Linked DNA regions of Ovis aries: region 2 is linked to region 1. Evidence: chromatin contacts called from public Hi-C data. All regions are on one chromosome and are shown on one strand. Each heading gives the region's core, a stretch centred on a gene start, on an enhancer-like site or on the middle of the called end of the contact. The rest is flanking DNA. Distances are from core to core; before and after follow the strand shown. Region 1 has its middle 28 kb from the start of TOR1B. Region 2 overlaps PTGES (prostaglandin E synthase).

Evidence for each region. Hi-C and Micro-C count contacts between places; a contact is called where the count stands out from the background.
Region 2: a contact with region 1 is called in a Hi-C map of tail adipose tissue, with 7 times the contacts expected there. The contact joins two enhancer-like sites. A contact is called at or near these places in 10 of 16 Hi-C or Micro-C datasets (hypothalamus, liver, mesenteric adipose tissue and 5 more).

The regions. Positions count from the first base shown.
Region 1 is chr3:6,746,704-6,749,638 of ARS-UI_Ramb_v3.0, forward strand. No RefSeq gene overlaps it. Among named protein-coding and RNA genes, the nearest start is that of TOR1B, 28 kb to the left of the region's middle. Within about 2 kb of position 1,363, at least 8 of the 54 cell types and tissues checked have an H3K27ac peak or open chromatin away from gene starts, as enhancers often do. A contact at or near this core is called in tail adipose tissue, where this site is marked.
Region 2 is chr3:6,790,061-6,792,995 of ARS-UI_Ramb_v3.0, forward strand. It overlaps PTGES (prostaglandin E synthase), which reads left to right. Exons shown (of 3, transcript XM_027966307.2): 3 at 394-1,025. The coding sequence ends at 643. Among named protein-coding and RNA genes, the nearest start is that of PTGES, 12 kb to the left of the region's middle. Within about 2 kb of position 1,526, at least 8 of the 54 cell types and tissues checked have an H3K27ac peak or open chromatin away from gene starts, as enhancers often do. A contact at or near this core is called in tail adipose tissue, where this site is marked.

The DNA of each region.
Region 1 (2,935 bases), core at 113-2,612:
TGCTTTAACCTATCTTGGCCTCGGTGTTCTGATTTGCAAACTAGGGGAAATAACAACACCAGGCCCACAGAACTTGCAAAGGCTGAATGAAATTATACACACAAAGCCCCTGTACATAGTAAGCCTTTGGTAAATGGTAGAAATGTTAGACCCTAAAGCCCAAATCACTCTATTTTAATTTTTTTTTTCCTTGCTGTGCCATGTGGCATGTAGGTTCTTAGTTCCCTGACAAGGCCCCTGCATTGGGTATGGAGTCTTAACCATTAGACTACCAGTGAGAGTAAAAGTGTGAGTTGCTCAGCCGTGTCCGACTCTTTGTGACCCCGTGGACTGTAGCCTGCCAGGATCCTCTGTCGATGGGATTCTCCAGGCAAGAATACTGGAGTGGGTTGCCATTCCCTTCTCCAGGGCATCTTCCCAAGCCAGGGATTGAACCCGGGTCTCCCACGTTGCAGGCGGGTTCTTTACTGTCTGAGCCACCAGTGAAGTTTCTAGACTACCAGGGAAGTCCTCAAATGACTCTAAAGTCAGCAATTCCAGGGAACAAGGACAAGGTTTCAAACTGCAACATGATGAACAGAACTGAACGCTCTCCTGAGGGGTAAAGGTATTCCCAGGTGCTCAGCCAAGGGGGCTTCCCAGGTGGCGCTAGTGGTAAAGAACCCACGTGCCAATGCAGGCGACGTAAGAGCCATAGGTTCAGTCCCTGGGTCAGGAAGCTCTCCAGGAGGAGGAAATGGCAACCCGCTCCAGTATTCTTGCCTGGAGAATCCCATGGACAGAGGAGCCTGGCGGGCTACAGTCCATGGGGTCGCAAAGGGTCTGACACAACTGAAGTGACTTAGCAAGCACACAGCCATGGAAAAGGATAGTGGCGAAATATTTGATGACCATGTAACAGGAGCTACCAGAAACCCCACCATTTCCCGAAGGGGAACATGACACCATCCCTTCACTCATTAGACAAATATTTAGAGAGCAGCTTCCTCGAGCAGGCCCTGGTGTGTGGTGTGAGCAAAACACACACGGCCCCTCCTTCCCCTGAGGATGCACAGCCCGGTGGGGGCAGCACAAATATGACCGATGACGGCGGGGGGTAAGATCGCCAAGCAAGGGTGATGGGACCCCGTGCGTCCAAAACCCCAAAGCCATTAGTCAGTGTGCTCCGGCCCAGGGACATTTAAAAACAACATTATTGAGGCATATTTGCATGCCGTATTGTTCACACTTTTCATGCGTGCAATTGAGTAATTTTTAGTAAATTTACCAAGTTATGCAACCGTCACCATAAATCAGTCCTGAAACATTTCATCAACCCAACATGATCCTTCATGTACACTCACTGCTAGTTCCTGTCCCTGCCCCAGGAAACCACTAATCTTTCTGTCTGTAGCTTTGCCCTTTCTGGACACGTCATATAAACAGACCATGTAATACGTAGTCTCTTGTGTCCAGCTTCTTCTCCGAAGCATATTTTTGAGGTTCATCCAGGTCCCAGCGTGTGCCCATAGATAACTCTTTTCTCTTGCTGAGTAGTATTCCATTGTAAGGGTGGCACCTTGTGTCCCTCTGTTTGCTAGCTGGTGCTCCTCTGCGTTGTTTTCCATTTCTGTCTAGCCCATCAAATTTCAACCTAGGGCCAGTGGGTGGACATCACAGATTCTGTGATGTCAGGATGGGGGACTTCTGTGATGGCCCAGTGGCTAGGACTCCGTGCCCCCAAGGCAGGGAGCCCAGGTTAGATCCCTGGTCAAGGAGCTGGATCTCACACGCTGCAGCTGAGAGTCTGCATGCCGCAAGTGAAGACCCCACATGCCACAGCGAAGACTGGAGACCCTGTGTGCCGCAGTGAGGACCCAACACAGTCAGATAAAGAAATATTTTTTAAAAATTTTATTTACTTGGTGGTGGCATGGGGTACCTTCTAGTTGCAGCATGCTAAACTCTTAGCCGTGGTATGTGGGATCCAGTTCCCTGAAGGGGGAATCAAACCCGGGCCCGCTGCACTGGGAGCACGGAGTCTTAGCCACTGGACCCTCAGGGAAGTCCCCATCTGGTCTCCTCTTTCTTTTTTCCCTGACCCATCTGAAAGCAGAGGTCGTTAAACTCCAGCCCTAACCCCTTCATCATGTGTCTCCTAAGGTTAAGGACAGTGTTTAAAATCACCATTATCTTACTCACTTTAATTTCAACACGATGTTATCTGACATGTGGTCCACACTGTAATTTCCCCAATTATGTCAGTAACATCCTTCAGGGTTTGTTTTTTTTTTTTCGCTTGTTGTTGTTTTTTTTAACTCAAGAGCTAATGAAGGATTGAGCCTTGCCTTTGGCTGTCGTGAGAAGTCGGACTTTTTTTTACCTTTTTAATAGTTTTCATTTGTTGGCGATGCTGAGCCTTCATTGCTGCAAGTGGGTTTTCTCTAGTTGCCGAGTGGGTGCTACTCGCTAGCTGAGGTCCCCAGGCTTCCCTATGCGTTGGCCTCTCTAGGTGTGCTTCAGTGCCTGTGACTCCTGGGCTCAGTAGCTGAGGCACTTGGGCTTAGTTGCCCCGCGGCACGTGGGATCTTCCCAGACCAGGCATTGAACTCGTGTCCCCGGCATTGCAAGGCGGATTCTTAACCACTGGACCACCACGCATGTCCGGAAGCCAGACTTGGAACTGAACCAAAATGAATGCCGATTGCTAATCCGTGTGAGAACTTGCATGGGGCAGGCTTCTGAGGGAAGTGTCAGAGCAGTCACTCAGTCCTCAGAAGAGCCAGGCTGGAACTGCTGCCCACATTTCTGGAGGCGAGGTGGCAGGTGGTGTCGAAAGCTGAGCTGCCCTTGTCTGGGTTTGGTAGATGAGAAAAGCAGGGTTTGGGACCTGGGACACCTCGTCTGTGTCCTCACACTTGAGCCTGAAGGAGTCCTAATGTGAAGCCACGTTTGA
Region 2 (2,935 bases), core at 276-2,775, 44 kb after region 1:
CAACCCCACTGAGCCCCACTTTTCCCTGCTGGTGTCCAAGGCCAGAGGGGAGGACAGGGGAGACCATGTCAGGTGCTTTCTTTGTTGGTCATTTTTTTATGGTGTTGGGTCCTGGCGGGCCCTGGGGCTTGGTAGGAGAACCCAAGCAGCAGCCCTTCATGGCTCCCAGGCCATTAACAGGGCTTCGCTTCCTGAGCGGCTCACAGGCACCAGCTTGGAGTCACAGTCCCCATCTGCCTCTGGGGTACCTCCTTGTCCCCGCCACAGTGGACATCAGTCTGGTATGCCAGAGATGATCCCCAGGGGCGCAGGGCCTTTGGGGGCAGAGGGTCCCAGCATCCAGGACATTCTCGAAGCTGACACCTGGCTGACTGCACCCCTTTTTCTTCTCAGAGCCCACCGGAACGACATGGAGACCATCTACCCCTTCCTGTTCCTGGGCTTTGTCTACTCCTTCCTCGGACCGAACCCCTTCATCGCCCGGATGCACTTCCTGGTCTTCTTCCTGGGCCGCATGATACACACCGTGGCCTACCTGGGGAAACTGCGGGCGCCCACCCGCTCCCTGGCCTACACCCTGGCCCAGCTCCCCTGCGCCTCCATGGCCCTGCAGATTGTCTGGGAGGCAGCCCGCCATCTGTGACCAGCCATGGACGCCACCTCGGCCGCCAGACCACTGGCCACGAGCCACTGGGGCTGAACCTGGGGGACCGATGGCCCCTTTGAGATTGTGACAGGCCCCGGGGCTGGGTTTCCTGGCAACTGGCTGAGCACGCGATCTTGGCCCCAGGGGACCTGTGTGTGTTTGCCCGTGTGTCCCCTGGATTCCTGGGTGAAGCGGCTGATTTGGAACTGTTTAGAGATGGACTGTCACGATTGATAGAAAATTCTTCCACTGTAAAAACCTCCCTCCCTCCCTCCTCCTCCCCAACGCTGGAAAAAGCGAACAGAGACTCAGTTCACGTTTTGGAACCTAACGACCTTCTGAATCCAGGGATGTAATAAATGAGGAGTTCTCACCTCCACCGCAGAGATTCTGGTTCAGCTGGTCGAGAGGGGAGTCTGGGCATCTGCATTTTTTGAAAGCTCCCTTGGGAGTCCCAGCAATGGTGGGTCTGGGTACCATTGCCAGTTCTCTCTCCAGGAGGGCCCAGGACAGGCAGGGTGTGAATTTCCCTTAGGATGGGAGTTGAGTGGTTGGGGGTAGGGTTGTGTGCCTTCGTGCCCCGCTGACACTTCCCTGTGATCTGCCACATTCCCTGGCTGGACGTTCCTATCCTTGGCACAGGTGCTGATCGGGAGGGCCCACCAGGAAGGCTGGCCTTCTCTTCCTGAGGCTGTAGTTGCTCCAAAGCGCTGTCAGTCAAGAATGATGGGCTTTGAAGGACCAACGGCTAGAAGAAATGTTCCGGCTCCTTTCGTATTTGTGAGGTTTGAAAACCACCGCCGTGTCCCTGGACTCGCTCTAAGACCGTGTGGGTTCAGTCGCTGATGAACTGTCTGACCAGCTCAGCGCCTTGGCTGCTGCTTCCTGGCCATTCACTGCTGTCCAGGCTGGCCAAGGATCTGGCTCCCTGGACACTTTTGTGGGTTTGTGTCTGGGGCAAACACACAAACACGCCCAGACTAGGGCGTTACGCCACACAGAATGCAAGCCGACTCCTGGGAGACACTCACTCCACCTCCTGTCACGGGCAAGGAGGAGGGGCACTAGGCCAGCATTTTGGCAGAGGAGAAAACCAAAGCTCAGAGTGGACTCCCTGCAGTGAGGGATCAGCTCTGAACCCAGCTTCGGTCTGGCTCCCAAACCGGCTCTAACCACTGCGCCCTCCAGCCTCACTTTCCACAACCACCCCCACCCCCACTCCCAGCACTGCTCCTTTCTTCTAGGATCTGGGGACGCCCCCTCCCACTACCCTGCAGCCCCTGAACTTCTGCCCCGGAGGACTGACGAGCTTGCTGAGTAGGGCGGCAGGATGGAGGCGGGCCTCCCTCGGGACCCCAGGCCTCCCAAGAATTCTGAGGCCCGCTTCCGGCCGCCCTGGGAGCTGCCAGTGGGTAACACTGCCCCCTGGTGGTGAGATGAGCCTCTGTTCAGGAAAAGGAAAAAAGTGAAAGTCGCTCAGTGGAGTCCGACTCTTGCGATCCCATGGACCATACAGTCCATGGAATTCTCCAGGCCAGAATACTGGAGTGGGTAGCCTATCCCGTCTCCAGCGGATCTTCCAGACCCAAGAATCTAACCGGGGTCTCCTGTATCGCAGGCGGATTCTTTACCAACTCAGCTATCAGGGAAGCCCCCAAATATTTATATTATTATTATTATCAGCTGTGTGGAGTCTTCATGAAAGCACATAGTCTTAGTTGTACCACAGCATGTGGGATCTTAGGTCCCCGCCTGGGATCAAACCTGCGTCCCCTGCATTGAAAACATGGAATCTAAATCACTGGACCGTCCCTTCAAGGGCTGCCACTGTACATCTGGGAAACAGGAAGGCGCAGTCCCATGTGCAGTGCCTGCTGTCTGCTAAGCAGGGGCTGGGCGTGGTGTTCACAACTTTTTTTCCCCACTTGAAGCTTAAACGCATCCCAGGAGGGAGATATTTCTGTTTTTTGATGAGGAAAGGCTCTGGAAGGAACCACGACTTGTCCAGCGTCCCTGAGCCGGGGTAGAACAGAGGCGCAGACCCAGTGCGTGCACTTGTATTTTAATATTTTCCCTTCTGGGGAAAGGGGCTGAGAAGGCAAAGTGCCCAGATGAGACCCGAGGGAGGAGGGCATCCGACACTCATGAGGAGCGCGTGACCCTGGAAATGGGTGGGGGGGCTGCCTCTCAGAGCTGCAGCGGCTGCAGCCCCTCGGCCCTGGCCCCTCGGTCGCTGAGCTGTGACAGTGGGGCTGGGGGACAATGGGACGTCAGGCAGTGACAACTCCA